Regions from separate parts of the Mus musculus genome. Here regions 2 and 3 are each linked to region 1. Evidence: chromatin contacts called from public Hi-C and capture Hi-C data. All regions are on one chromosome and are shown on one strand. Each heading gives the region's core, a stretch centred on a gene start, on an enhancer-like site or on the middle of the called end of the contact. The rest is flanking DNA. Distances are from core to core; before and after follow the strand shown.

Region 1 (5,078 bases), core at 1,621-4,120:
GACACCAGCTCTGCTTCAGGATTCCTTTGTCACCCACTGAACTATTGCAGAAGCTGCAATCTCACTTGCAGCTGTCAGGCTGTCCTGACTGGTTTGTTCCCTACATGCCTGGAGCACATGTCCACCATGCAGCCTAGCAATGTACTTCCTCCACAGACCCTAGAGTCCCCTACTGTATTGCCCAAAAGAGTATTAAGGCTCCCTAGGAGAAAGCCTTCCATTCACATTTACTACCATAGGTGATGAATGACACCAAGGTCATGGAGGGATTCTATAAGAAAGAGAGTCACCAGGGCCAGGCACACACTTGGGAGGCAGATATCTGTCATGGACAGCCTGGTCTACATAGAGTTCCAAGCCAGCCAGTGCTACACAGTAAGACCCTATCTCAAGGAAAGAAGGAGAGGGAGGAGGAAGAGGAGGAGGAGGAGGAGGGAGAGGAGGATAAAGAATACAGATTCCCAACATGTTGCCTCTTAAATACTACCATACTGAAACAACTTAAATACCCAACAATCAGGAGGCAACTAATGCTGATTCACAGATCTAAAAATAAGTCATAGTTTAGCTGGGTATGGATGCACACACATCCCATAATCCCAGCACTGGGGGAAGGGAGTAGGGAATCATTTTTCACCTGCCATATTGTTTGAGCCTCTCTCTCTCTTTCTCCCTCCCTCCCCACCCCCCTCATACACACACCCCTGGAATTCTCCCCTCTTTGCCCTGCCTCTCTCTCACCCCAACATATTGTGCTGTCCATCCACTCCCATGGATTCAGGTCCTCAGATCTGGATGACAAGAATTTTCACCCTCTAAGCCATCTCCTCAGTAGCCACCCATCTCTTTGTTTGTTTGTTTGTTTATGCTTTTAGGTCTTAGTACATAGCCCAGACTATCTTTTAACTAGAAATCCTCCTGCCTCAGCCTTCAGAGTGCTGGGATTATAAAAATACTCCATTACACTGGGTGCTAGTTCACTGTTGATGCAATTACAACATGAACAAAGAATAATGATTGAGCTAAATAAGCCACACAAGAAAGAGTAGCGTGCTTTATAACTCCACTTATAGAAAATACTAGAAAGTGCAACAAATCCAAAGGAAAAAAAGTTAAATTGTTGCTGAGTTGAGCAGGAGATAAGAATTTTGGAGGACACAGGGAACTTCTTAGTTATGGGTGTAACCCTGCTTTGGTTTGGTGATAGTTTCAAGAGTGTAACTTTCATCCTGAAACACAAAGAAACATACAACTTAAATATTTGCAGTTTTCCTGGAGTCAGTTATGACCCAATAAGGCTGTTCTTAAAACCAAGATTCAGGTGCCAGTTGATGGCACCAGTGGAGCCCGAACTTTAGGCAAGGAGGTGCTTCCTCTAAGCTGAGCTGGACTGAAACCACATTCACTTTCAGACTATTTGGAATATCTGCAGGCTATTTCTGAAATCTCAGGACCATTCTTTGCTATCCAGTTAAGAGGAATTTACCAACACACTCCAGCTTTACAGATGGAGGGTGGGGACCCAAGAATAAATGAAGCCCCGTAACACCCCTACAGAGCCAACCCCAGGCTCAAGTCTGTGTGGGATAACTATGACCAAGTTCCAAGGAGACTGAGTCAGACGCCCATCACTGGGAAATCTTGCTTTAAAACACACTCAGGGCTAAGGAATTGCTAACTTGCAGGAAAGTCCATGGATGACGTCATTGTCCTCGGTCCCCAAATCCTGTGCACATTTGCAAGCATGTGCTTTCACACACATTTCTGTGCAGGGAGTACGTAGATTTTTTTAACAGACTCTGAAGAATTTCATGTTTATAAAAAGATGCGACATCCTGGGTCCGGACGTTGCTAGACCCAACTGTTCTCGCTCTTTCCTTCTAGACCTATTGGAACAAAACTAGGAGTCTCAATTCATTCTTCCCGAGATTAGATCTAGACGACACATTCTGGAACATGTGACACCCCTTCTTCCATGGGAAAACAGTCTCTCCTCCTCTCCAATCGTCCGGGCCCCAAGTTGCCAGTGCGCTTGAGAACCTGGACCTGTTTTGTAGCGTTCAGATGCGCAACCTGCCTGCTCCACACGTGGTTTTTGTTTGTTTGTTTGTTTGTTTTGTTTTGTTTTTCCTCCCGCGGAGCGCAGTACTTTGCCCAGTGCCTTCCATCTAATTTACTTTGACCTGAAAGTCATGAAGGGTGGTTTTTCCTCAAGCCCCTCCTGGAACCCCACAGGCGCGACACCCCACAGCTGCGCCAGGTGGGCTGGCAGAGGCACACTCACACATTTCTCTAAGTTCTTTAAGTCTTATCGAACTTGTCAGACCTGCTCTCCCTAAGTCGCCGAAACGCCGGTGGGATCGCTCAACTCCCTTGCACGTATGGTCCGGGAGCCAGTCTAGAGCAGGGCAAGGGGCCACTCTCTTATCTGCGCTCTCCCAGGCTCCCTCCACGTGTCCCCCCACCCCCACCCAGCTCCCTCCATCACCCCCAGACCCACTGCGATCCTCTCAGCTGGACTCCTGGCTCAGTTCCCAGAAGATGTGACCCCCACACACACACACACACACGAATCAAGTTCAGCTGGGCGTTGGGGTCCCCCTCTGCTCCCCTGTTCCGGCGCATGATGCTCCCTACCCGGCGTCACCCTCAGCGGGAGCAACAGTAGCAACAGCAGCAGCAGCAACACAGGAATGGCCTGGACTCCATAGCCCCGGAGCTGCGGCGAGGCCATGGCCAATTGTCCCCAGCAGTGACCCAACGGGACGCAAGGCTGGGGTCCCTGGGAGGTGGCGAGCTCAGCTCCAGGACCAGACCGCTGCTAAGGAGTATTCGCTTTCGCTTTTGCTTTAGCCCCCGGATTGCAGAGAGGTGCGAAGTGGTGACAGATCTGTGACTCAGCATCCCCACCCCTGCTTTGGAAGAAGCCCCGGCAGCCTGCAGTGACGCCCCCTCCCCAGTTGGGCTGCTCCTGTCCCCCGAAGCGCGCGCGGGGGCCCTCACCCGTAGAAGCCGGCGATCTCCCTTTTCATTCCTTAATGCTGTCTTCCCTGCAGAGGCAAACTCCTTTGAATCCACTCTGCGCCCACACCTGACTTCAGCCTTGTTCACTTGTCATCTGTCCTGGCTGCTGACCTTCAGATTTCAACTTTCAGAGTTTCCCTCTAAGTAGCCCTGAGCTTGACTGTCCGTGCTCTGTGTCCTTGGGCGACTGCATAGGTGTCGCCCCAGTGCAGCCAACGGGAAGTTCTGGGCGGACGATTCTACACCCGGGTCACTTTCCTGGTGCACTCGGGCTCCAAGCTGCTCCTGGCTTCCACACAGCTGCTCCTGGCTGCCTGCCTGCAGTGGTGCTGGCAGTGGCCAGGCCTTGGACACTTTGCCTTCTTCCGGCTGTACCTTTCCAACTCAAGAAAGTGCCAAGTGTTTGAAATGGAAGAAGGGGTGAAGAGGAGAGGGAGGGGAAAGAATAGAAAAAGGAGGAAAGACAGGGAAGAGGAAGAGGGGGAGAGAAAAAGATATAGAGAAGGAAAAGGAGAAGAGGAGAAAGAGGAGGGAGGAGAGGGGGAGGGGAGAGAAGAAGAGGAAAGGAAGAGGAGGAGGAAGAAAGAAGGAAGGTACATTATTCATCTTTGTACCTCACATATAATTTCTTTAGTCAATACACAACTCTTCAGAGTCTAAGAAAGACATCCCCTTCTAAGTGTGTGGATTAATTAAAAACAAAAAACAAACAAACAAAAAAAACTTTACTGGAATTTTAAGTCCCATACTGTGGAGGACCAGATCTGGGGAAGGGGTGGGGGGACAGACGGACATGAGTGCTCAGTCAGAAACGCCCTTAAATATGTAGATGTGGCGTAAGAAGACAGACACGCCTGCCTTTCAGTCTATAGGTCCCTAAATACAATCTGGCACCATAATGAAGCTACTGAGAGAACGCATGCTGATTCTGTTTGGAAAGAATGGAATGACGTGTGATTGAAGTCACCCATCCCCTAGGCATGGTGGACAACAGTGAGCTCTATACTTGACCCTCTTCCCTAAAGAGTCTTAAGATTGGCACAATAAATATGAAATACACACAATAAAAATTCAGAGAGAGGATCAGAAACCACATATTCCAGTCTCTTATAGTCAATGAAAAACCTGGAGAGATAGCTCAGCGGTTAAGAGTACTGGATGGAGAGAGAGAGAGAGAGAGAGAGAGAGAGAGAGAGAGAGAGAGAGAGAGAGAACTGTATGCTCTTCCAAAGGTACTGGGTTCCAACACTCACATGGTGCTCATCACTGTCCATAATTCTGGTTTCAGGGGATCCAGCTCCCTCATCTTTGGGCATTGCATGCACACAGTACACAGACAAATGTATAGTCAGCATTCACACACGTTTTTTAAAAAGTATAATGAATGCCAACATTTTATGTGCTTCAAACTTAGAAACACTCCTTTTATGATGGACATTTTCAAATATCAAAAAAGGAGAGGTAGCCAGGCATGGTGGTACACACTCCTGAGTCCCAGCTCATAGGAGGCAGAGTCGAGAGGACTAGAAGCCAGACTTACTACACAGCAACTTCATTGCCAGCTCGGGTCACATGAGGTTCTGTGTGTGCTGTGTGGGGACAGCAACATAGTTTCCTAGTGTCACCCTCAGCAACTCAATAAGTGCCCTTAATTTTTTGAAACCAAACTGAAATTTGTGGCTTCAATGTAGAAAAAGTGCCAGGACTGGACAATGTGGCACAGGATTAAATATAATAAAGATATTTTAAATTCAGGGTTCAGAGGAGGAGCTTAGAGAGTTAAAGCACACCTTAGAACAGGGATGGGTGTGGGGTTCTCTAAGAGGGAGTCACATTTCACTGCCTTTACAATGGTCACATGGAGAGTTTTATTGGATGTTGAAGCTATGTTCTTCCGAGAGAAGTTGAGGACCTTATTGATAAGTATGGTTTAGACCATCGGAAGACAAGACACCCTTACTACACAATGCTAACAGTCTTTTGGGGATTCTCCCACAATGTCCAGGGCAGAAATGAGTCCTCACCCCAGGTCACTCACACACACACACTCTCTC
Region 2 (5,078 bases), core at 1,514-4,013, 2.5 Mb before region 1:
GGAAGGACCACAGTAGCAAACATGTAGAAGGATGGAGGATAAATTTGGTTTTCTCTTTGTTAAATTGAGTTCAAATAAGTTCAGCATTCATGTTGTAAGGGATGAATGTAAGGTGAAATCAGAGTTTGCAAGAGAGACTGTAAGAATGGATTCTACAATAGCCAAAGGACAATTGAAATAATTCTCTTCTGTGCATTAGATGAAGAAACCAAAATGGGATACACATCCAGGCAAATGCTCTGGCATGACATCAGTGTCAGAACCAAGGCTTAGCTACTTCCCATCTACTTTGAGCTCCCAACATGCTATAACAGGGATGATCTAAAGCTCTCACTTGGCTTGATATTATAGCAAGAAATCGGGGGGAGGAGGGAGGAGAGCCAGAGATGGAAGCGAGTGGTATCCTGGGTTGGCTTCCACCTGCTAAGCAATAACCTAAGCACTTAACTGCCCAAGCCTATTGACATCATCAGAATCCAAGATGGCACCTGTGCTAATGAGTCATGAGCCTGAGGTTTTCCCTCATAGCATGACTTCTTCTCCTTTCTTAGGAATGAACTTCGCATCATGTGACACCCTGCTTTGCTGTGTCCTAAGATATGGAAAAGTGCCCCGGTTGCCTTGTGGCACCAACCAAGTAGAGTCTGTTGCTTGCTTCCCTTTCCAACTCTGCTTACATGGCCTCAGAGTGGTAATTGGTAGTGAACCATGATGGGAATAAAAAAATCAGCAAATGCTATGAATCAGCTAGTCTTTTCTGTTTTGTTTTTTCCTACAAAAAAAATAAAATAAAAGTCATTTTGTCTACTAGCACACCATTGCCCATGAGCCAAACCCACCAAATTATATTTCTTTGCTTAGTCCACGGTCAGTGTCCAATGTCTCTCATTAATGATAATTCCCCACCTATATACTGATGCTTAAACACTGCCAATAATGCCTGAGAAGCAGGACAGCAGAGCAAGGAGGGCCAGGGAGCTCCTCTATTAACCTCTACAGACTCCAATCACAGCTAACCTATCAGTGACATCAGTGCCCCAGTGCATACAGTGACATTGGGCTGGAATGTTCCCTTGGGTTGTAGTATATCAGGTAGCAAAGGATCTTCTCATAGGTCTTGTGAGTTGATGGGGATCCAGGAAAGGCAGTCCTGAGAACTCAGGAGTCCTTTAATCAGCTGTTGACTAAGCAAATGTTCTGGCTTTATCCTTAGGGACTTGGGCTATTGAGACCAAGAGAAGATAAAATGAGCACAGCTGACCCTTAGACCAGAGGTGGCTCAGCAGATAAAGGTGCTGCCTGCCAGGCCTGACAACTTAGATTTGATCCCTGGGACCCACATGGTGGAATGTCTTCTGACGTCCACATGAACTTCTATGGCACACTCACACCAAAATGCAATAAGCATAATAAAACATTGTTTTGAAATAAATAAATGGTAAAAAGAGTCTGAGGGTGTGGATCTACCACAGATTACAAGTCTAGAATCCAACCCCCAGTGAGGAGCTGAGAAATCACAGGTTCTCAAGTAACACAAAGACATCTGGATCTGGAAGGGACTCTCCTGTGCCCATTTATATTCGCCTTTTACTCTCTAGAGAGAGCTGAAAGACCTCACATTTTGTGTCCCTGTAACTGGGTCCACCAAGTGACCCACAAGACCTCACACTCTGTCCCAGTATTTGTAGTCACGAAGAGAACGGCATTAGGGAGGCATCCTGCTGTCTCAAGGAGGGAAACATTCCTAAGAAAACTGAGAAAATCTTTATCATACAGTTCCCTAGAGAATTTCCTGGCATCAGCGTCACCACAGGACTTCGGCTAAGACCAAGGGTACGAACTGTGTCCAGCAGGCTTTAGTTGTCTGATGGAAGTGAAGGGTGTTGAAAAGCCAAAATAGTCTCGAAATAGACCTGGGAGTGCAAACTCTCCCAGTCCCTTCCATACTGGTGCTTAAGAATCCAGAGAAACGCTGACTCAGCAATGCCCTTGCGCATCTAAAGAGCCCTGATCTGTTCCTACGGACATATCAACCACTTTCAGACTTCAGCATCGAACACATCCACCTGTGAGACAATATGAACAATTCTGGAAGCAGAAAAGGGCGGACTTTCTAGCAATAGAAATTATGAATGAAACGGCTCACGGGAAAAGTCGAGTGTGAGAATCCCCGCGTCCTCTCCTTATCAATTTGCATCTAGGACGAGGGGCTGCAAGTTCCTCTTTCCCCACCCGAGATACTCAGCGCTATCTATTGGGAGTAGGATAGCAACGGCATAAACTGGAAACTAGAACTAGGGCAAGCAACAAAACAAGAAGGCATTGCACAAACCAGGTAGAAATACCCAGACATGATGTCCTCAGGAGGACGGAGGTGCTGGGGGGCTTCATCTTGGACAACATCTAACAACAGAGAGCAACAGCATCGCCTGACTCTAGCTCAACTCCCACCCTGGTGTGTTCAGGTCAAAGCCAAGTGCAAGCTTGATGAAGGTCAGGTAAAAACACAGATCGCTCAATTCCTCTTCCAGATGTACACAGGACTTTTAGCATAAACTTCAAACAAAATGGTATGCAAAGCCCCCACCTCAAAACAGACTTACCCAATAGCTGAACAGAGACAGGGATGACAGAGATAAAAGCCAGAAGCAGGAGAAGCCTCATGGCCCAGAGTGGATCTTCCAATGAGGGAGAAGAGGGAGACTGGGAAAGGCAAAGAATACAACCAGGTCCCCAGGTTGCCCCTTTGCTCAGTCCAAGGTCTGGGAGCTGCCTGACTGAAAAGGAGGACAGAGGAAGCTGTCCCTTTTAAAGGACTCCTGAATTTAGGAAAACCCTCCAATTGAGAGATATCCTGTCACATGGGGGCGGTTAGAAAAACAGGAATTCAAAGTTACAACTTTGCTTCGTAAGCTAAGGCACAGGAGGAAGGGGAGAGAGGAACATGTGTAGGAGAGGAGAAAACGCAGGAAGTGGGGAGAAGTGAGGACCCAGGCCATGAGCAGCAGGGAGAGGCAGCCCTGCTGAGCTCTCCACAGGTGCTGGGCAGTAACCAAACGGAGGCCATTATCTGGGTGGGAAAAAGTCTCCAGGAGGCAGCTGTGGAGGCTCTCACCCACAATTCTACAGTCAGAAAGGGAGGACACTCGCTGGAAAGCATCAGAAGCTCTTCCTGCTCAGGCTTAGAGCCCGAGCACCAACACACACACACACACACACACACACACACACACACACACACACACACACTCCTTGGAAAGGATCAAAGGTATGGTTCACGTAGAGTTTTGCCCCTGTCTCTAGAAGGAAAATGACAGAAGTTAATTTTAAGACAACCTCAATGAAGCCCAGGGATAGAAAGTTCTAGCAGCTTTCCTTAGAAAGCCAGAGGAAATAGTGGCAATAGCTTTGTTGTCGGTTCGCTGCCAGGCCTCAACCATTACAGTCCTCAGAGTTTGAAAAAGGGAAGACCTCTCTCTCTCTCTTGCAAAAGAAAGCCTGGCTTGAGTCCAAAAGTTGCTTGTTGATTCGATGACAGTGGGGTTTCGTCTTCATGATTTTGCAGGGTCGTTCACAAAGCACCACACAACCCACCTAAACACTGATTTTTTTTTTCCAGACGTTCAACAAGAATTAAGAATATTTAGAAATGGATATTTGTGGTTAGTCAGGGAAGACCTGAAACTGGAGCGTGGGAAATGTCATCGTTTCAAAAAGAAGCTCTGGAAACACTGGCGACTTAGAAGTTGTAAACAGATGGTTTACCTTCAAGTGAAAAGCTGTTCAGACCCATCCACGCTGAGGCAGGTACACACTCATTTCCCAATAAGCTGTGGTTTCTCTCAAGAATTTTCTTTTTAAAAAGCCTAAATTAGGAAGATTCTGAGAAGGGACCCACCGTTCTTTTTCATTCTATCAAGGCTTAACTGACAAAGAAAATTCTCCCACAACTGGTGAGAGGCTGCAAACGTTTCCTTTTCAATCACTGCGTAACTGACTTATCACAGGAACACCGAAACAGTCTTGCGTTTGTAGCGCAGGCTGGCCTTGAATTCTTGGTTCCTCTGTTTTGACTTTCTGAGAGCTGGGATTATAAGTGTGTCCCATCATGCTTGCTGACCAAAAAATGTTTTAATTGGTCTTTTAAATGCAAGCCATTCAAATTGTTTTGCCTAATTGGGGTTTGCTTTGACTTATTTGAAGAGGAAAAAAAAGAGTTAACTGAATTGCAGGCATCTGTATATCCATGGTTTTATTATGTCAACGTGTCTTACATGCACAGGAATAAAATCAGAATCAGTAACGAGACGCTGGATGTGATATAAAGTGAAGTCCAACATCCCACAAAGGATTTGTCTCCATCATTTTTATCTTATTGGAAGATTTTATCAGGTTAGGAGGGGTGAGCAAGTCAACACAAATCTGTAATTTCAGGTAACGGAGGAAGAGGAATTTCCATAGGCCTTAAAACAATCTTTGTATTGCCAGGAACTGTGGGAAAATAGCACGTTTTTCACTTCTGGTGTCTCTTCAAATCCTTGAAGCATCCATTTCAGAGCTCGGGTTTTTTTTTTTTAATTATTTTATTTATTTCCATTTCAAACATTGCTCCCTCCCTGTCCTCCCTCCAAGAGTTCTTCACCCCATACCCTTTGCCTCTGAGAGGGTGCTCCCCCACCACCCCCATCACCCTACCCCCACCCCAACTCTCCCACCTCACCTCCCCCCACATTCCCCTTCCCTGGGGCATCAAGTCTCTACAGGATTAAGACCATCCTCTCCCACTGAGGTCATATAAGGCAGTCAGGCCTCTGCTACATATGTGCCAGGGGCCACAGACCAGCACACATATGCTTTTGGTTGGTAGTTCAGTCTCTGGGAGTTCCCAGGGGGCTAGGTTAGTTGACACTGTTGTAATTCCTATGGGGTTGCCATCCCCTCTAGCTCCTTCAATCCTTCCTCTAACTCTTCCATGGGGGGTCCATGACCTTAGTCCAATGGTTGGCTGTTAAGTGTCTGCTTCTGTCTCAGTCACCTGCTGGTGAAGCCTCTCAGAGGACAACCATTCTAGGTTCCTG
Region 3 (5,078 bases), core at 829-3,328, 2.4 Mb before region 1:
AGCCCCGTGAAGAAGGCCAGTTGCTACACACCCTTGCCAGCCCTTTGAAATGTTAGCCACTTTAATTCAAAATTTCCCTACTCCTAGTGAAGCCAGCAGCTACGAGCGTGGCACTGATGAGTTCTTCCTTCCCGTGTGCTCTACATTCTCTTATTTGCTAAAAACAGACAAACAAAAGCAGACTCCTTTATTGAATTAAACATACTTTATTTTACTTGTGTGTGGTGTGTCTTTCTGTGTGTATGCCGTGTGTGGGTTCCCGAGGAGGCCAGGAAAGTGGATTAGATACTCAGGAACTGGAGTTTCAGGGCTGTGAAACCACTGACCCGGGTCCTAGGAGCCAAACTCGGGTCCTCTGGAAGAGCAGCAGGCACTTTAAACTGCTGAGCTCTCTTCCTAGCCCCTGTCCTATCGAATTATAAAGACTCATCATATACTCTTGTTACTTGAATGTATGGTGAATATTCACTTTTAAAATTGTTTTTGGAATAGATTTTTACATTTTAATGTAAAATTTTAAGTCTTCTTTCCTTTCCTCTTTCCTTCCCTCCTTCCTTCCTTTCTTTATGATAGTTGTACCTAAGAAGTCTTTGCCTTTTTTCCTAACATCAGAGATTCTGTTTTCTTCTTGTTTCATATGCTTGCTTCTGTGTTTAATTCTATGATCACCTTGAAGTTAGCACATAGCCATGATGTAAGATTCATTTTTTCTGTGGTTGTCCAGTTGCTCCACTCATTGAAAAGATTAAAATTCCCACACTGAATTGCTTCAGGTTATGGTGTATTTGAACTCTGCAGTCACATTGGTCCACAATTCCCTTCTGCTTACTATTCTAGGTTGACCATTGTAGTTTCATAGTGAGGTTTATAATAAATAGGCTATGCACATGCTCCTAGTTCTTCCTATACATGTTCATGGATCTGTAGGTTTTAGCTTTTCAAATAAAACCTGCTGGCATCTGGAGAGAACTGACATTGTAACATTTTGAGATTTAGAGGCCTGTTGTGTCATATGGCAGTGATTTAATGTTCAGTGTACAGGGCCGGCACCTGCTTTAGTAAATTTATCCCTAGTACACTTTCCACTTGGAAGGTTTTACTTAACCCCACTTCCCCTGACATTTCTGAAACTGGACGGGTAATCCTCCCATTTCACATCCACAACAATGTGCACACCCAGGGGAGTTCATGGACAAACCTATAGTCATTTCTCCCCTCTGACAGTGTTGCCCTTTGCAAAATGTCTTTCTCTCATTATAAGCAAGATGCCTGAAAAGTACTAATATGCATACTTCAGTTGACAAACAGTATCAAGTCAGTACTTGATTTTGATGGATCATTTCCTTAACCCTATCTCTCTATGAGGTTTACCATTTTATTTTCTTTTGCAGAAATGTAGGCATACACAAACTTCTAAATTCCCAGACTGGTGGAGTCAGGAATTTGGGGGTTGAATTTCAGTAAACTGACTCTAGGCTGCTTGCTTAGCCACACTCTATAAAGGGAAAGGAAAGGGGGCTATTACCAGAATGGTTCTTGAGAAGAAGAGAGAAAAAGGGGAGATTAAATGTGGAGAGCCATTGGGCACTTCTTCCCAGCAGGACAGGAAACTTGTTAACACCATGGCTGGATTTCCTGTCAGTATCCTAACACCTATCCCTCTTTGCCTACGTCCTTTCTCCCAGCTTCCTTTAGAACAGATCTCTAGAACCCATGACATCCGTCTGACCCAGTAATGAAAGGCATGGGGCAAGGCTAGGCCGGAGTTGCTTCTCCAGAAACTCGGGAGAGCGAGCATTTGGTAGGGAGACCCTGCTCTCGGGGCAAAACCCCTGCCACCTCGGGTGCACTCGCTCTATCTGGACAAGGCTCTCCAGCGGGGCACCCACTGCCAGGGCGCACGTCGCTCGCGTCTCTCTAGGAAGAGGTCGCAGCCAGTGCGGACAGCTCTCCCGCGGGAGCGCGCCGCGTGACACTGCCTGGAAGCCATGACCCCGGCTGGCCCACCCCGGGGCTAGGGCCCTGAGCGCGCGCTCCCGAGAGGCGGCGCCGGGGCGGGGCGCGCGGCCGGGGGCGCGCTCCTCCCCCTCGCGGGAGGCCGGGCAGGCGGCGCCGACCCCCCGCGCGTCGCACATGGAGCGCTGGACCGAGGCGGCGGCCGCGGGCAGCGGCACTTCAGTGGCGCGCTCAGCCGGCCCCTCCCGCTCCTGTGCGCTGCTCCTCCGGGTCCGCGTGCGCGGTCACCATGGCGTCCAGTGAGGAGGACGGCACCAACGGCGCCTCCGAGGCCAGCGACGAGAAGGAAGCCGCCGGCAAGCGGAGACGCCTAGGCTTACTGGCCACCGCCTGGCTCACCTTCTACAATATCGCCATGACGGCCGGGTACGTGCGCGCGAAGGTCCTTCCACGCTCCGCAAGCACCAGTGCGGTCCCTCAGCGATCCGGGCTCGGGGACGCGGGGAGCGCGCTCTCGCGGGGCTGCTGGGGGTCGAGGGCGCGCGCACGGGGATGGAACGGAAGCGCACGGGGGAACTGTCAGGGGTCTAGGCGGAGGCGCGCGACGGTGGCGGGGGCTTTTGGAGCGAGAGCGCGCGTGTCGGCCAACTGGGGGTCGCGGCCCCGTAGGCGCACATGGAGCGGGACAGCGCGTGTGCCCGGCCACTTGCGATCGGAGCACTCTGGGAGAGTGGCCGGGGCGCAGAGAGCAAGAGCGCGCGTGCTGGGCCCTAGGTGGTCGCGGCGCGGCGGGGGCGCGCGGCGCAGTGGGGGAGGGGCGTAGCGGGGTTGAATGGAGCGGGGCGGGGCGGGGCGGCCAGCCGCCGCTCGCTGGGCATTGCCTAATACGGTGCACGGTGTGGCGCGGCGGCACGGGGCGCGGGCCGGAGGTTAAGTATAGACCCGGGCAGGAATGTGGGGCCGACCCACGGGGCAGGCGACTGCGGCTCGGCCGCCTCCGCCTGCTGTTGAAGAAACGGCCCGGTCTATTCACCCGAGCCGGGAGCTGTCCGCTGGCTGTGGGCACCGGACCCTGGCCGTGTGGTTCCTGGTGCTGTGGATTGCTGGGCAGTGTCTTCACCTACTGTTTTTTCTTCACCTACTGTTTTTGTTTTAAGCATGGCACTTAGAAATGCCCACTTGGGACTTTGTTTGAAACATCTGGAACAGGGCAGATAATCAGCATCTTTCTGGCCTTGTCCTTTCCAGATTACCGACTACCCACCCTACTCCCCATCTCTGGCCTCCCCCCAGACCTAGTGTGAGTAGGAAGTTAGGATCAAAGGGCTATCAAATGACTTATGGGTCTACTGTGACCGAAACCCATTATGAAAATGTCCTTTGCTGTCTTGCCTTTAGAAAGAGTTACTTTCTCAATATCTTCTCACGTTTTAAGTTAGAGGATTGTGAAGAAACCTTTAGTATTTAAAAGTCTCTGAAGCTTATAGAAAAAATGTGAACGTGTAAAAAAATGTGATTCTATTTAACAAATGTTCCTGTCGATCATCTAGTATATATTATACTACTGAACATCAAATATAATTAGTTCGTAGATATGTATTTATTGGGGGTTACTGTGTGCCAGGGACTGTGCTGGTTCCTTTGGCTGTCTTCTAATTTTTAGTTTTCTGCAATCCTGTGAGGGGTACAGAATAATATTTTAGAGTGAGGTATGGAGAGACCCCCAAGTCACTGGCTGGAGATCACAACCAGAAAGTGTCAGGCATGGATTTCCTCTGAGACTCACTCCAGAGTTGTGCAACCTCATCTTCTTGCTGCCCTGAATTCCAGACCTTTGAAAGTTCAGAAAAGCAAACAGCCTTAGAACAACTGGCAGATGGTTCAATGCCCACCATACTCTGTTGCCTCAAAATGCAGCAGGGTCTGGGAGCGGCCGGTTTCCTCTGAGACTTGCTCACCAAGTGAGTAAACGTTTTTGGAATACTCACCTTATGTTAGTTGATTGGCTGGCCCTTCCCTGTCCAGTCTGCTTTCCATTTTTAAGACCACGTTATTGTTTCAAAAATGAAAACTTGCTGCACAATCCCAGTTTAAGATCTTGATTGAGAAAGTTAAAATAATCCCCGGGTGGCCGGCTCCCATCCTAAGGAACTTGGGATGTGCTCATCGACAACCATTTTCACAGATTCCCGTACTACCCAGTTTACCTTTCCAGTGTTCTTGCCTTTGAAACCCCCTGACTCTGTTTTTCAGGATGCGTTTTACAGTTCTCTTTGTCTTTGCTGTTCCCTCTTTCTGTGATGTCATCCTTTTCTTGTGGCTGCAGCAGTACCTTTGAACTTTTCTAGGCTCCCCTGCCTAGAGGGGCTTTGTGTCCTCACACTTTAGTCCTGCTGTGCCCTCCTTTCTGCAAGCCAGTGCTTATTCTAAGTGTGTCTGTCTTTTTACTGAGAGGGACCACTGTTTATCAAGGCAGATTACCCAGTAGTTCTATGAGCCCCCATAGATAAGCTTTCATATTTTCTTATTTACCCTTCAGGTTTATGCCCAGGCACCTTCTGTGATGTACTAGCACACCCTGACTCTTTGATTTTTTTCCGTCCCACTTGTTGTCACTCAACCATACCATGATTGTACTAATTCTTCATTGTAAGTTCCAGGAAGTAATAAATACTTATTGAATGAATGAATGAGTGAATGGGTGATGAATATCTTATAGAACATTGGTGATGAATGTCTGTTGTATAAGGCCCTGTTTCCGCTTGATACTCAATTACGACATTCTAATTTTCAAATTATACTTTTTATTGTTATGTAAGACTGTATAGAAGAAATGTACAATTATTGATTAAGTCAGGCCCTATGGACATTTTAAAGTTCCCTTACCCTGACCCTTGGAATAATTAGTGGCTTTCGGCAAATCCAGAGTGGAGGCACCTTTAAAGGATGGAGAGATTTGTATTATATAAATATATAAGTTTATATATATATATATATATATACATATATATGTATATATGGCTTACTCATAATGGGTTCTTGACTATAGTAGTGAGCATCTGTGCTTTGCTTGCCAACGAACGCTTCTGACCCTATAGATGCTAATGCATTTTCTCAGGTCA

What was found. A called contact is a pair of places that touch in the nucleus more often than the background predicts. Capture Hi-C pulls out chosen DNA fragments and counts their contacts.
Region 2: a contact with region 1 is called in a capture Hi-C map of macrophages, with 4 times the contacts expected there. The contact joins the promoter of Mrc1 here to the promoter of Il15ra in region 1. A contact is called at or near these places in 1 of 39 promoter capture datasets (liver), 1 of 484 Hi-C or Micro-C datasets (B cells) and 1 of 9 other capture datasets (macrophages).
Region 3: a contact with region 1 is called in a Hi-C map of muscle stem cells, with 6 times the contacts expected there. The contact joins the promoter of Hacd1 here to the promoter of Il15ra in region 1. A contact is called at or near these places in 2 of 39 promoter capture datasets (both in liver) and 1 of 484 Hi-C or Micro-C datasets (muscle stem cells).

The regions. Positions count from the first base shown.
Region 1 is chr2:11,703,504-11,708,581 of GRCm38.p6, reverse strand. Il15ra (interleukin 15 receptor, alpha chain) reads right to left here and starts at 2,870. Exons shown (of 7, transcript NM_008358.2): 1 at 2,638-2,870. The coding sequence starts at 2,734.
Region 2 is chr2:14,227,099-14,232,176 of GRCm38.p6, reverse strand. It overlaps Mrc1 (mannose receptor, C type 1), which reads right to left and starts at 2,763. Exons shown (of 30, transcript NM_008625.2): 1 at 2,604-2,763. The coding sequence starts at 2,664.
Region 3 is chr2:14,053,035-14,058,112 of GRCm38.p6, reverse strand. Hacd1 (3-hydroxyacyl-CoA dehydratase 1) reads left to right here and starts at 2,078. Exons shown (of 7, transcript NM_013935.3): 1 at 2,078-2,382. The coding sequence starts at 2,246.